Regions from separate parts of the Mus musculus genome. Here all the other regions are linked to region 1. A link is a contact called in public promoter capture Hi-C data. All regions are on one chromosome and are shown on one strand. The core of a region is the stretch at or near the end of the contact, and the rest is flanking DNA. Distances in the headings are between cores, read along the strand shown.

What was found. Promoter capture Hi-C pulls out the DNA fragments that hold promoters and counts their contacts.
Region 2: a contact with region 1 is called in a promoter capture Hi-C map of embryonic stem cells, with 5 times the contacts expected there. The contact joins the promoter of Krt20 here to the promoter of Krtap31-2 in region 1. A contact is called at or near these places in 10 of 39 promoter capture datasets (the C10 cell line, the HPC-7 cell line, cranial neural crest and 5 more), 1 of 115 datasets of contacts at active chromatin or transcription factors (pancreatic cancer cells) and 2 of 9 other capture datasets (embryonic stem cells and macrophages).
Region 3: a promoter capture Hi-C map of embryonic stem cells shows a contact between it and region 1, with 2.2 times the contacts expected there. The contact joins the promoter of Krtap4-1 here to the promoter of Krtap31-2 in region 1. A contact is called at or near these places in 5 of 39 promoter capture datasets (the HPC-7 cell line, cranial neural crest, embryonic stem cells and 1 more) and 2 of 9 other capture datasets (adipose tissue and macrophages).

Annotation. Positions count from the first base shown.
Region 1 is chr11:99,933,173-99,938,180 of GRCm38.p6, forward strand. Krtap31-2 (keratin associated protein 31-2) reads left to right here and starts at 3,119. Exons shown (of 1, transcript NM_001025244.3): 1 at 3,119-4,053. The coding sequence starts at 3,172. The coding sequence ends at 3,705. It also overlaps the pseudogene Gm11560.
Region 2 is chr11:99,435,524-99,440,531 of GRCm38.p6, forward strand. It overlaps Krt20 (keratin 20), which reads right to left and starts at 2,630. Exons shown (of 8, transcript NM_023256.2): 1 at 2,164-2,630. The coding sequence starts at 2,574.
Region 3 is chr11:99,625,381-99,630,388 of GRCm38.p6, forward strand. It overlaps Krtap4-1 (keratin associated protein 4-1), which reads right to left and starts at 2,859. Exons shown (of 1, transcript NM_001048196.1): 1 at 1,849-2,859. The coding sequence starts at 2,802. The coding sequence ends at 2,293. Gm32730 (a long non-coding RNA gene) reads left to right here. Exons shown (of 5, transcript XR_880207.2): 5 at 4,850-5,008.

The DNA of each region.
Region 1 (5,008 bases), core at 1,869-4,368:
AATTCCAGCAATAAGAAATGAACAAAGATTGGAGCTGAAGACCTTAAGTGCTTGCTTTTGGCCCGCTGACCAGATAACATTAGAACTATCTGCATTATCTATGCAGAATGGGGTTTTTATTATTTTTACCTAAAAATGTCTCTTTTTGGTAATGACAAACGTGGTTTTTTTTTTCTTTTTTAATTTTTTATTAGGTATTTAGCTCATTTACATTTCCTTTTTTTCCATTTTTTATTAGGTATTTAGCTCATTTACATTTCCAATGCTATACCAAAAGTCCCCCATACCCACCCACCCCCACTCCCCTACCCACCCACTCCCCCTTTTTGGCCCTGGCGTTCCCCTGTACTGGGGCATACAAAGTTTACGTGTCCAATGGGCCTCTCTTTCCAGTGATGGCCGATTAGGCCATCTTTTGTTACATATGCAGCTAGAGTCAAGAGCTCCGGGGTACTGGTTAGTTCATAATGTTGTTCCACCTATAGGGTTGCAGATCCCTTTAGCTCCTTGGGTTCTTTCTCTAGCTCCTCCATTGGGAGCCCTGTGATCCATCCATTAGCTGACTGTGAGCATCCACTTCTGTGTTTGCTAGGCCCCGGCATAGTCTCACAAGAGATAGCTACATCTGGGTCCTTTCAATAAAATCTTGCTAGGGTATGCAATGGTGTCAGCGGACAAACGTGTTTTTTAAGAAAAAAAAAAAGGCCTGGTTTTTCTCAATATACCTTTAACGGTTTTTAAATTGTTTCACATCTGGTCAAGTTGAGATTTTTAAGAACTTCATTTTTAATTTGTAATAAAGTTTACAACTTGATTTTTTCAAAAAAGTCAACAAACTGCAAGCACCTGTTAATAAAGGTCTTAAATAAAAAAAAATACATGGAAAAATATTCAACACCATTAGCCGTGAGAAAATACCAATAAAAAGTTCTTTGAGCCGGGCGTGGTGGCGCACACCTTTAATCCCAGCACTCAGGAGGCAGAGGCAGGTGGATTTCTGAGTTCGAGGCCAGCCTGGTCTACAAAGTGAGTTCCAGGACAGCCAGGGCTATACAGAGAAACCCTGTCTCGAAAAAAACCAAAAAAAAAAAAAAAAAAAAAAGTTCTTTGAAATTCTACCACATTCCTGTCAAGAACAGCTGTCATCAAGAAAACAAACAATAACAAGTGCTGGTGAGAATACAGGGGGAGGGAGGAAGAAAACCTTTACACACAGTTAATGGGACTGTAAATTAGTACAAGCTGTATGGAAATTAGCTTGTAAGATCTTTAAAAAAAAAAACCTAAAATTAGAACCACCATATGAGCAATCTAATCGACTATGCAATACATAAAACAAAGAAGCAGCTTCGTGTCTGTCAGTGGACAAATTCATAAATAAAACATAGCATACATAAGGAAGGACAAATGTTGTCACTAGCCAGAAAATGGGTTAAATTTGAGATCGTCTTGTTAAGTAATTCAGACTCAAAAAGACAGAATTCATGTTTCCTCATCGAAGGAGGGGAGAGCACAGGAAAGAACAGTAGGACTATTTGGGAAGAGAAAATGATTCCAGAGGAAACCACAGGGGCCAGGAGAGAGGGTAGAAGTGACTTTCCATATGTCATAAGAAACAAAAATGAAAGTTATAAATTGAAACCCATGTAGGGCAATAAAAAAGAAAATATCCAAGAATAAACCTAGTGAAAAAGGCTTAGGCTCCTGCAAAGGAATGCACAAGCATTTAGTGAGAAGCAAGTGTCCAGGTACCCAGTTCTGTACAGTCAGCAGCAGCATCTAAAACACAAACACTTGTGGCAGCATGGTAATGAATAGTCCCAAATTATTTTCTACGAAAAAGTTTCAGCCAATGAGCTGTGTCAAATTCATCCAGCTGAAAAGTACACAGGAATCAGAGCAAGCAAACTTGGGGTCAGGATGGTGAAGATTGTCACAATCATCCTATGAACAAAGACAGAATGATTTTGATTGGCATTGAGGTTAAACATGATGCCCAGGACTGGACGACAAACAGACCCTGGATGGTAGTAGGAACAGCCTTTGGGGGTGAGTGACATGAAATGATTTGTAGGAACTGGGTTGGTTTCCATTTCTTTAATACTGGTATGGCTGTGTTTGCTCTTTATTCTCTCAAATGAGAAATTAATAATTTACATTTATTAGTATGAGTAGTAGAAAAGGAAGGGGGCATATCTTGGTCCTCACAGGTGAAATGGGTAATAAATTAGGTACATGATTCCTTCATGGAATAGAAAGAAAAGAAATGGAAACTGAAGGAGAAAGGCCGGACAGAGAGATAGGGTTAGAAGTAAAAGAGAATCATGGGAAAGATCACCAGTCTAAGATCCTTGATGCTGCAGACAGCCCCTGTGCACTGGAGTCATCTTGCCCACTCCAGTTTGTCTGGCTCTAAAGCTAAAAGTACATCTACCCCAGGAGCTGCCCCAGTCAGAGTCAAGACTCATGCTCACCCACACATCCCCTGATGTCTGCTTATTCCTAAGTGCTGGGTGTTTGTTTGTTTGTTCCTTCGTTTGCTTGTTTTCATTCCTCCAGTATTGGTTTACTATGCTTACTCTGCTATGAAACACATTGTTCCAGAAACCCTAGCTCACAGCACCCTTACTATGCCTCAGATACACAGTGAGAGGAATTTACACAGAGATTGACAGCTAAGACAGTTTGGAATTGGACATTGCGGGCAAAAAGACAGGGAAATAGGTGTGGAGTCCATGATTGTGAATACACCACACTCATATGCAGAGACATTTATACTTCTAAGTAGGGATATGGGGAGAAGGTTGCAAGAATACAGTAATCTTGATATTGCCATACAGTCAGGAGCTAACGAAGGCCCAGATGACCATCAGAGTTATAACAAAACTGGTGGGATGAATCCCTGATTTGTTGGAAAAACTTCAAGTAAGTCTTCAAGTAAGTTATCACCAGATAAGTAATGAATGCTTGCAAATGATTCAGAGCATTGGGTAAGGAATTCTTCCTTGATGAACACAAATTAAATATGGAAAATAATAAACAAGAAAGAAACCTCCTTCTGATTGGTCCAAACCTTGGAGGCCTGTTGTATAAAAGGCCCTGACTGGAAGAACTTGCTACATTGTGTAAAACTCACCTGGGAATAGACTATCACCCTCCTCTCCTGACACCATGACCCACACCTGTCAGCCATGCTGCTGCAAGACCACCTCCTGCAGGACCTCCAGCAGCTCTGAATCCAGCTCTGAATCCAGCTGCCCTGTGTTCATCTGCTGCGCCCCAAGTTGGTGCAGCACACCCTGTTGTTGCAAGTCTATCTGCTGCCACAGCACCAAGACTGTCAACAGCTGTTCCCAGCTGTGCTGTCCACCAACCTGCTGTGACCCTGCCTCCTGTGACAGCAACTGCTGCAAGCCAACCTGTGTGACCATCTGCTGCAGCACACCTTGCTGCCAGCCCAGCTGCTGCGTGCCCACCTGCTGCCAGCCTAGCCTCTTCCAGCTCTGCTGCCAACCAACTTGCTGTGAAACCAGCTGCTGCAAGACCATCTCCTTTAAACCCTCCTGTGTGATCATTGGCTGCAGCACACCCTGCTGCCAGCCCTGCTGTGTGTGCCCATCTCCCACTGATGACCAGCTCCCAAAGGAACAAAGCCATGCTCCTGCGAGAGCTGGCATGCCCTGTGTGCACGAAGCCACCTCTTAACCTTTGCTGGCCAACTTCATGTTCTCACCAGGGGACCTGACAAATGGAGTCTTTCTTAAGAGATGAAATGCTTTGAGAAAGGATGGAGTCCCTCACCCTCAGCCTCTCATCTCCTGAGACTGTGGATGGTCTTCCTGGATGGCTGATATGAAGGTCTGGCATCAGTTAAAGTTCTGGGCCAGGATCTTTACATCTTTCATCAAATAACTTCCTAAAATGTAACTTTATTTAACCTGTATTTTCTTCTGGGTTACCCCCAATTTTTGTGTACTCTTTTTCTTCTTTCTGCTCACTTCCGATTTGTATCACTAGAAACAAGTAATTCAAATAAACTCTCTGCTGCCATTCATTCCATATTGTCTGTCATTATATTTTGATAAGTCACTTCATGTCAAATCTACTTAATCAAAAGATGTTTAAATACTCAACGAGGCTCCCTTGTATCAGTGACACTCAGCATGCTGTTCAACATCAGATCCATGAAAGGTTTTTATCTGGCACAAATGAAATCTAATACCAACTGATTGCTATCTTCATAGTTCCTCCAACCTCTGCTCCCATAAACCAATGGTCTGTTCCCTTCTTTTCTGTCTGGCTTTTATACACATCATTTAAGCGGATCACATAGCTGACCCATCCAGCAGGTCCAGTTATTCGAGAGTCTCGAGGGGACCTTCTCCTAAGAACCAAATTGGGGGATAGAGAGAGACGAGAACCTTGTGCGAATAATGACACAGAAACGTTCTGAGTTTGCATCAAGGTTCCAATGTATTAGCCAGGCCCAAGGTTTAAATGCACAAGCAAAAGGGGAAGTACCTTTCAGCAGGAAGGATGGGGCAGTAGAATTGCACAAGCAAGAGGGGAAGTACAGGTACTTATCAGCGGGAGGGGTGGGGCAATAGAATTGCACATTCTTTAGGCAGTTACACGGGGAAGCAGGAACTTGGCGGTATCAGAGTGTGGTCAGGACATCCGCGATGACTTAGGGCTGGAACATTCTGTGGTTGTTCTCAGAACAGTGTGTTGTGGCCCGCTTTTGACCCCCTTGTCTTCTCGAAGGGAGAGGCCCAATTCAGAGATCAGGACAATTGTGTTGTCTTAATGGCTCCCAACACATAACAATGGCCTCCTATCATATTTTCTTTGTCTATTTACTTGTTAATGGACATCTCAGTTTCCACACATTTTATCTATTGTTCATGGGACTGGCATAAATGTGCAAGTGTCAATAACCCTTTAATATTCTAACTGTACTGATTGTTAGCAAATGGCTGCGGATGAGATTATCACATTGAGTGGCATA
Region 2 (5,008 bases), core at 1,380-3,879, 500 kb before region 1:
TGTGAGAGGAAGGAAGAATGACATTTTTCCCTGGGCAGGCAGGAGTGTAAGATCATTTTATTGGTCCTCAGAGACAACTGTGATTAAATCACAAGTGATGCCCATTTCGCAAATGACCATGGAAGAGCAGTGACAGAGGTATTCATGTCATGATTTGGCCTAGTTCCTTCCTGATTGTACAAAATGAGAGCTGAAGCCACCCACATCACTGGGCCTCTGTGAGCGCCTTGTCTGTGGCGCTGCTCACACTGGAACATTGCTGTTATCCCTTCTCACTTGGTGAGCTCCAGCTTCCTCACCTCTCAGCTCAGACAACACTTTCAAGGCCCCTCCATGATATCTTCCAGTTATAGCAGCGAATGCGCCGCCGTGGCTGTTGCCCTGCACAGCATCCCTGCATCTACCTCTCTGAGTGATGGTTTCTGTGGTCTGTGCCTGTTTCCACTTAAAGCACTTGCTATCTGTAGGAGTTAGGCGCAGGACAGAAGGATGGATACATCCTGGATCTGTGTGCATCTCTCTCTGTGTGTACATGTTTATATGCACAGGTGTATGTATGTGGAGGTCAGAGGACAATCTTACATGCCATTCCTTAAGTGCTACCTTTGTGTGTGTGTGTGTGTGTGTGTGTGTGTGTGTGTGTGTGTGTGTATGGCAGGGTCTCTCATTGTCTTGGAACTCACCAAGTTGGCCAGGCTGGCTGACCAGCAAGTCCCAGGAATCTGCTTGTTTTCCCAATGCTGGGAGTACAAGCACACACAGTCATTCTACAGCTTTGCTTTGTAACCTGGGGACTGAAGTCAGGTTCTCATGTTTCAAGGCAAACACCGTATTAAGAAGTAGATTAGAAGTCTACTTCTAGAAGATTTTAGACATATCCCTTTCAGCGGCTATTCCTGGAGAGAGGTCCCTAACCACTGGTCACTAATGGCTGTGCCTAAGTACTATGGGTAATCCCCAAGTCAATTCAAAAGCGTCAACCATGAGAGAAGTGCTTAATTTGAATTTTGTGTTGTATCGAGAAGCCTGAAGGACCGTCCTGTTGATGAGAAGGGCAATGTAAGCACCACACAGCTTCATGGGCTATGAAGTCTGAATTAAGCTGCATTGATGCCTGTAATTCAAACAGAACTCAAGACAAGAGGCCTGTGGTTAAGACAAAGGTCTTTGCTCTAAAGGCCTTTGCAATCATTTCGAGATTTAAACAAAACCCAAGGGGAGGCTTTTCCTGATGAGATAAGAACCCCGGGGCTGGGCAAATGGTGTGTGCCGATGCTTGAGGTCCTCAGTCAGGAGCGAAGTCTCCCACTTTTATTCCATTGGCTTTATAGAAAGGGGAACCCCACCTACCATGGATGACACAGGAACAGATTGTGATATGACTGTAATAAACTTAAATTGGGGGCAATAGAACATTTTATTATCACAGAGGTGCATTATAAAATGCTTGGTGATAGTGAGGAGATAATTAAATAAGACACTAAAAAATCCAGGTATCAGAACCGTGTATGGTGGCACAGTTCTTTAACCCCAGTGCTGAGGCAGTGGAGGCAGGAGGATGGTGAGGTCCAGACTAGCCTGGGATACACAGATCTTGTATCAAAGAGCAGTTCATCCATCCATCCATCCATCCATCCATCCATCCATCCATCCCCTATCACACAACTATTTATCAATCAGTATACATATCATTAATATCTGTAATCTGTATCCACCCTGAACCCTTTTGTTATTTATACCCATAGTAGGTTAATATATTTGTTATAACATTCATATAATGAAAGATGAAAAATCTCTTTAAATCAACTTGAGTCTTCAAAGTTAGTAAAGACTACTGGCAAACTCACATATAGAAACCATTGGAGGTCTTTGAAAAATAAGATTATCCACAATGAAGACCTTATATTGTAAGCCATAACAAAGATTTGAACTGCAATTTTGGATGATAAAATGATCATATTTTATATATAATTAGTTGAAGTTTTAGAAAAAATGTGAGTTAGACTCATCCTGTTTACAGATACCACATGATAAAATACATTTTTTTTTCAATTATACATTTCAACCTAATCTGCTTCATGTGTTCGAATTCACCTAGCATACATCTCTCAATCCATTAGGCAACTAAACAGTGAGGTAGAAATTACAGGCTTCATGGCTCACCTGATTTTGCAGCTCTTTAATCTGTGCGTAGTAGGAGCTATAGTCTCGGATGGTGCTCGGCGCGTTGGTTTCGTACCACTGCTTGATCTGGGCTTCAAGTCTGGAATTGGATTGCTCCAGGGAGCGCACTTTTTCTAGGTAGTTTGCCAATCTGTCGTTCAGGTTCTGCATTGCCAGTTTCCCATTGCCCCCAAACAGGTCCGATCCGTTGGAGAGATCACCCCCGTAGCTCATTACGGCTTTGGAGACAGAGATGCGAGTGCCATGGCCTCCAGCCCCACCATAGACGCTGGGTGCAGCCCCCAGACGCTGCACAGTCCCCTTCCTATACAGCGAGCCACTCATGCTGAGTGCTGGGCCTTGTGAGGAGGAACTCAGACTTCGGTGAAAACTTTGACGACTGAAATCCATCTGGGATGTAGGGAGGCAACGCCTGTAGCCTGGACTTGGAGCACAGCCTGTCTGTCTCGGGCTGCTGTGGAGATGACCTTTTATAGAGTTCAAGAGACTCCTCCTCTGCTGCCGTGTCACCTCAGGAATGACACAGTCCACCTTCCTGTCTCCCCTTCCCCCTCTTTTGTACGGCAATACGTTTCATTCCATTCCAGAAATTTCTACCAGAGGCACTTTTTAAAGGCTTTCCTGTGGGGGTGGTGGGAGTGGAGGTTTCTTTTTAATAAACAGAGATAACAAAAAGGACGAGGAAGGGGTGTCCTTTCAGGTCTTGCACCTGCCCTGGCAGGTTTTTTTTTTTTCATCCTGTATACAAATAAAGAATATTTACAATCTATATGAATAATTCAGGCATCGAACAAGACAGCTGTGGGAACATAATATAAGTCACACTGGTGAGAAAAGACAATGGCTTGTTCAAATGATTTTCTTTTAAAAAATGTTTTATGCTTCTTTAAATTTTTTTTTTACTTTTAAGTTTATCCTTGTTTAGAATTTATATTTACAGTCTATTGAAATGTCTTGAGTGAAGCTGGGTGTGTGGGTGTGCACCTGAGATTCTAGCACCCGGGAGTCAGAGGTGGGGGGGATCAGGACTAGTTTGAGGCCAGCCTGGTTGAAGTAAGGTGTTCCAGTCTAGCCCAGTGTTGTGTAACAAGACACTGTCTCAAAGTGCAGCTCCCCCCACCCCCGTTTAAGAATTGAATACGGTCAGTAGGTGAATATGTAAATGATTATCGGTGGGCGGTGGGTCAGTTGATTTTGGAGTTTTTTAAAAAAAGATATTTTAAATAGCATTTTTGGATAATTTCATCCATGCACATGTAGCGTATCTTGATAAACTCCTCTCCCACTCGCCTCTCCAGCTGCCTCCGAAGCGCCTAACACAACCCCACCCAAACTTCATACCTCTTTTTATCTTTTTCTTTTTAAAAATAACCAACTGGATCTAATTAGTGCTGCCTGTATGCTTGTGGGTGTGCGGCCTTGGACTGGGTGTGTGAGCAGCCTGTCAGAGGTCATAGATCCTCTGCCTGGCTCCCAGCAGCCTGCAACTGCCAGGAACATCTAGGTTAGCAAGGGGACCTTATTTAAAAAAAAAAACAAAAACAAAAACAAACTTGTTATAAGAATCTTGCAAATATTTTTAAATCTAGTGCTTCTTAAAAAAGAAACAGCAACATTAAATTACTGCGAAACTCCTGCTTTTAATAACTGGCATATTGCATATATTGCATACTGCTTCCTCTGTCTGAGGCCAGCTAGACACCACCAGGGGATTCTTTTTGCTTCTATCTTCCTAACGCTGGCTGTAGGAGCTGCCTCTTAGGACCCCTGATGGATCCCAGTTTCACTGTGTAGATTCCTACGCTCACAGCAAAGTGGCTCCCCGAGAGTGGAAAGAAGGTTGCAGGTGGCTACAGGACTCACATCTAACTTCCCAGAAGCTGCTGATATAAGAGGGCAATTACTCTGTGCCCCGGCCACTCGGTCTATTGATTTGTTTGAGTAGAAACATTCCTTCTAGAGGTGGAATCTGTTTCTATGCAGGAGACTTTGTTGCTTCCTCCAGGCACACGTGTGGGCCCCATCTCACCAGCGGGGACTGATGCTAAGCTCTCCCTAAGGGTGGAGCAAAGAACTTCTGCATACATCTCCTTTCATTCAGACTTCTGACTGAAAATGTGTGCACGCACGCACGCGCACACACTCACTCACAAATTCACAATCCGCTTATGTTTCTTTTCCAAATAACTCTCTTCTAAAAGAAAGTAAGAGCCTATTGTTTTTGTCTTATAAATAACATGCCTTTAAGTGATAAGTTGTGTTATATTTCATCTCAGTTATAAGTGATAAAGGAAAAGCTATACAGAAGTAGAAACTGACAGGCTAACCCCACATTAGACCCTGTATGGTGTCTGTGGACAGCATTGCTATTCATACGTAACTCAGCTCATCTTTGCCAATTTGTTAATAGATGTCACGGCTGAAATTTGTAGTTAGCAAGCTTTTAGAGACATATAGATTTTGTGTGTGTGTGTGTGTGTGTGTGTGTGTGTGTGTGTAAGTGAATGTGGTTTTTGGTGTTGAGTAATTGGGTAGGAGAGAAAGAGGTTTAAAGGCACTGGAAAACTATACCCTTAAAACTGTCCAAAATTTGAGGTGAGTCTCCACTGAGTTTCACACACTAGCATATACTGAAGATGTTTAAAAGTACCACTTGAATCCATAGTTAGTACTAAGTGTGGGTCTGAGGTGTCCTCCAAGGGCCCCTGCATTGAAGGCTGGGTCCCTGGTCTGAGGTGCTACTGGGAGATGGTGGAACCTTTAGAAGGTGGGATGTTGTGGAAGGAGGGCGTGTCCCCTGAAATGTGCTTCTGAAGGGGATGTT
Region 3 (5,008 bases), core at 1,609-4,108, 310 kb before region 1:
TTGATGTTTCATCCTTCTCTCTGAAACAACTTCAGCAACCTACAAAGAAGCTGGGGTAAGCCCATGAGGAGACGAAAGACCAGGCATCCAGCTGACAAATGGTTTGGATGAGTGTCCCTTAGGGACCCATGTGTGAAAGAATGACACCTTTAAAAGGCTCCTGTGTTAGGACTTGGTTCCCAGCTGCGGTGCAATTCGACCATGAGAATGATAACTGCACCACTGGGTGTCTTAGTTAGGGTTTCTATTACTGTGAAGAGACACCATGACCATTACAAGTCTTATAAAAGAAAACATTTAATTGGAACTGGCTTACAGTTCAGAGGTTTAGCCCATTATTGACATGGCTGGAAGCAGGACAACATGCAGGCAAATGTGGTGCTAGAGAAGAAGCCAAGAGTTCTACATCTGGATGGGCAGGCAGCAGGAAGAAAGAAAGCCACTGGGCTTGGCTTGAGCTTCTGAAACCTCAAAGCCCACCCCTAGTGTCACACTTCCTCCAACAAGGCCACACCTCCTAGTAGTGCCACGCCTTATGAGCCTATGGGGGTCATTTGAACCACCACATTGGGCTAACTCACTGATGAGCTAGCTTTGTGTCTTAAAGAGCTGTTAGAATAGGGTCTGTTTGAAATAGATGTGCATCCACACGTGGCTACTATGACCTAATTTTTAAACTCCTCAAAAAGAGAAAAGGAGCTTAAGAATTCCAGTCTTGAAGGTATGTTTCTGATAAAATATTAAGAATGGAAATGCTTGAGGTACAAAGACTCCAAAAGACCACGTTCTGAAACATTCCACACTATCCAGATGAGTCACAGGCCCTTGAAAACACAACAAAATACGCATTTCTTCAGAGTGCAATTCCATGAGTAATACAAGTCACTTTGTGATTATAAATTTTCACATGCTGATTCTTTAATTGAAATAAGTTGAGGACATTGTTTTATATTAGTCTATTAATTAATTGAGACATGGCCTTGCCATCTAGCGCTGCCTGGCCTAATACTTATTACGTAGCTTGGTTACCTTCAACTTAAGATTCTTCTGCCTCAGCTTTTCTGAATAATGGAGTTAAAGGCATTCAGTACCACACCTGGTTCATTGCATTTTTAAAAGATTTTTTTTTTATTTCACTGGCATGTACTTTTTTTCCCTCAGAAATTTGCTTTTATGTTCTACAAAATTGATTTGATTGGGATTAAAGGTGTCATATACTAAAGGCATAAGTATTTTAATTAAGAACAAAGATGTGAGTTAAAATTTTCCCAATATAGACACATGTATACAAATACACATTTCGTGGGTTTATATCACATAGCATTTATCTTTTAAATGATTTATATATAGTTAAATTTCTACTGTATTTATATAAAATGTAAATCTTCAATTTTGTGAAGATTTATCTTAGTTTTAATTTTATGTTTCCATGTATATAACTGTCCACTGAGGACAGAGGCATCAGATCCTCTGGAGATAGAGTTATAAGTAGTTGTGAACCATCCAGTGTGTGTGCTGGGAACCAAACTCGGATCCTCTGGAAGAGAGCAGTAAAGTTATTTCTCCAGTCCCCTCAATTATGTTTTAAAGATTAATTTTTATTTTAAGGGATATGTACGTGTGTGTGTATCTGTGTATATGTGTGGAGGAGTTGCATGTGCACATGAGTGCAGTTGCCCATGGAGGCCAAAGGAGGGTAGCCAGTCCCCTGAGCCCGGGGCTGCGGTGAGTTTAAATAAGCTCAGATCCTTTGCAAAGAGCAGTGGCTGCTCATAACCAGCCAGTCCGAAGTCCTCGATGATTGAGTGCAATGGTTATGGAAGACACAGACAGTACCAATGAATTCTTATATGTAAGAAAGTTTATTAGAAAGAATAGAAACAACAGAATAAAAGAAATTCATTTTAGGGGAAAACATACAGAATAGACCCAGCCCCTCAGGTCTGGGGTTGTAAAGTCAATGCTAAGACAAAGGCTGTAGAAAGTGTCTTATTTACTGGGAAGAATAATTTAGAGCTACAAAGTCAATCCATTTGGAGAACTAGGATGAATTCTTAGCTCACAACTTAGAGATTAATTTCAGCACAGTGCAAACATTAGAAAGACATGGTAGCAAACAAGAGAATGTAATGTGAGCCAGGAGGTGTTGACTGATTCTGCGGAAGATGGTGGCTCACAAGAATTGTGTGGTCCATCCTGCTAAATGATGCCAAACAGATTCCACGTGTCCTACGGGTTCACATGCAAGAATGGTACATATCTGTACGTGGAGATGTGCCTAGATTAGGGATCTCAGCAGCAGCAGGGTGTGGCACAGCACATGGGGCGGGGGCAGGTGGAGATGACACAGGTGGGGCGGTAGCAAGTGGTTTGGCAGCAGACCTGACCACAGACTGGTCTCAGACAGCAACAGGGGCGGCAACAGGGGCGGCAGCAGGGACGGCAGCAGGGGCGGCAGCAGGGGCTGCAGCAAGGGCTGCAGCAGGGGCGGCAGCAGGGGCGGCAGCAGCTAGAACCACAGCAGCTGGAGCTACCACAGGAAGGTCGACAGCAGCTGGAAATGCAGCAACTGGGGCGGCAGCAGGTGGGCTGGCAGCACACAGACTGGCAGCACTGGGGCCTGCAGCAACTGGGTCTGCAGCAGCTAGACACACAGCAGCTGGGCCTGCAGCAGCTGGACACACAGCAGCTGGGGCGGCAGCAGGTGGTCCTACAGCAGGTGGTCTGGCAGCAGCTGGGCTGGCAGCAGCCTTGGCCACAGCTCTCCTCAGAGCAGACAGAGCCACAACAAGAGTTGACCATTGTGTCAGAGGTGGAGATTCTGGGTGGGTTTCTGAGAGAGTGAAGATGTTGGGTTTGGAAGTCTCCTTGCCCCACGCCCCCTTTTATACCTCGCTGAACACCTCATATGACTACATCATTATTTCCTTGTTAGTATTTTCCTTCTTGGAAAAGTTAATTATTTAATTACATAATTGTAATGTTTCTAGTTAAATACTCCAAAAGAAAGAAAACATGACATTTCTTTTTCCTGATGGCTCCTGTGTTTGCAACTGAAACACTGTTCGCATTTTTTTCCATAGTGGGTCACCTGTTGCTACAAGTAACTTGTCACAGGACTCTCTGGCATTTTGTTTTTTAAACGTGGCATTCCCTTCCATCCGTACATTCCTTGAAAATCATAGAAATGCTCTTCCACAAATTCCAGTATGCCTTTTGCTATCAAGGAGTGTTCCTCCCAGGTGAGATTAGAAGGAGTTAGAAGGAAAGGCCATTTAGAAGGAGACTGTCCATCTTTCATGAGAATGATGGTGATTTTGTGTGTCCATTAGAGGATCTGGGAAATGTGCAGACCTGAGAACATTCTAAATTATCAGATCTCATTCCAGTCTCTTAAGTCGAAGAGCTTGGCAGTGGTGCAACTACCTAGAAATAATAGAAACTCAGTTTTTTTGTATGTCTTTCTGAAGAACGATTAAGAGTGGGGAAATTTTATTCATCTTTTAATCATGAAACTGCACAGTAGATTTTTTTTTGCTCACCAAGACATTAAAAAATGTACAGAGTAGGTACTATATTTTATTAGCATTTTATCACGTTTCTCTACCTATCCACCTGTTTATTTATTGTGTGTGGGTACACGCGCCATGTGGGACCTGGGGCCGGAATTCAGGTCACCAGGCTTGACAGCACATGCCTTTACCTGCTGAGTCTCTGAGTCTCATTACTGGTCTGAAATATACACATTCATACACGCACACACACACACACACACACACACACACACACACACACATACATGCATATATACATATATATACATATATGCATATGTATGTGCATGTGCATATACATGTACATATTTTATATAATATTTATACATTTATAAATATATATTATGTAGACTTATCAGGTCTATATGTTGCCAAGTCTGATGATCTGAATTCCAACTCTGGAATCCACATGATGCATGTACCCACACTCACACACATAATAAATAAATAAATAAATAATAAATAGATGAATAAATAAATAGAAAGATAGATAGATAGATAGATAGATAGATAAGTAGGTAGGTAGATAAATGTGACAAAATGTTACTAAAGTATAGAACCTACTCTGTACGTTTTTTGAATGACTTGGTGAGTGAAAAACTTACTGTTCAGTTTCACGATTTAAAGATAAATAAAATTTCCCAACACTTAATCCTTCTCCAGAAAGACATACAGAAATATTTTATATAATATATAATATAAAATACAATATTATATTTTATTAATATATAATATATTTCCATATAATATTATTAATAATATATTTTATATCATAAGGCTGTAATGCATACCAAAGGATCTTAAATGAGATAAGCAATGACTCATAAAGGGGAATTTACTTTTGGTCAGAGACTGTTGTGGTGTATGTGTGTGTGTGTGTGTGTGTGTGTGTGTGTGTGTGTGTGAGAGAGAGAGAGAGAGAGAGAGAGAGAGAGAGAGAGAGAGAGAGAGAGAGAGAAAGACTTTGGCAATATATATGAAAGAGTTTTTGCTGACTGTTCTTAGCACAGAACAAGTAGCCCTTACTCCTTTCTGTGAGTGGTTGGATAGGACACAGGCAGAGGGAAGCATTTGGCACAAGATTAAGACTTAATCTTAATGCAATGACTTAAATGAAGCAACTAAAATCAAAATATGCAGTATATGAATGTGTCCCATGTACTCTTGGTGGGAGTGTAGTTTGTAAAATGTCCCTACATATTAGACACTGTGTGGGTTGTGTCTAGGGGGAATAAATTGTAAAGTGTCACCATGAATCAAACATTGTGTGATTATATTTTTTCTGTTTTTAACAGTTCTATGAAGTCTACTCATTCTTCTTTTGATAGAGGAGCTTAAAGAAGCACAGAGAGGCTAAAATCAAAACATCTGCCCAAGAGGAAACACAACGTGAGCTGAACCTGCCTCTGAGTAGCAGAAGGAGAATGAAGAATTAAGCTTGGAGCCTTTGCTGG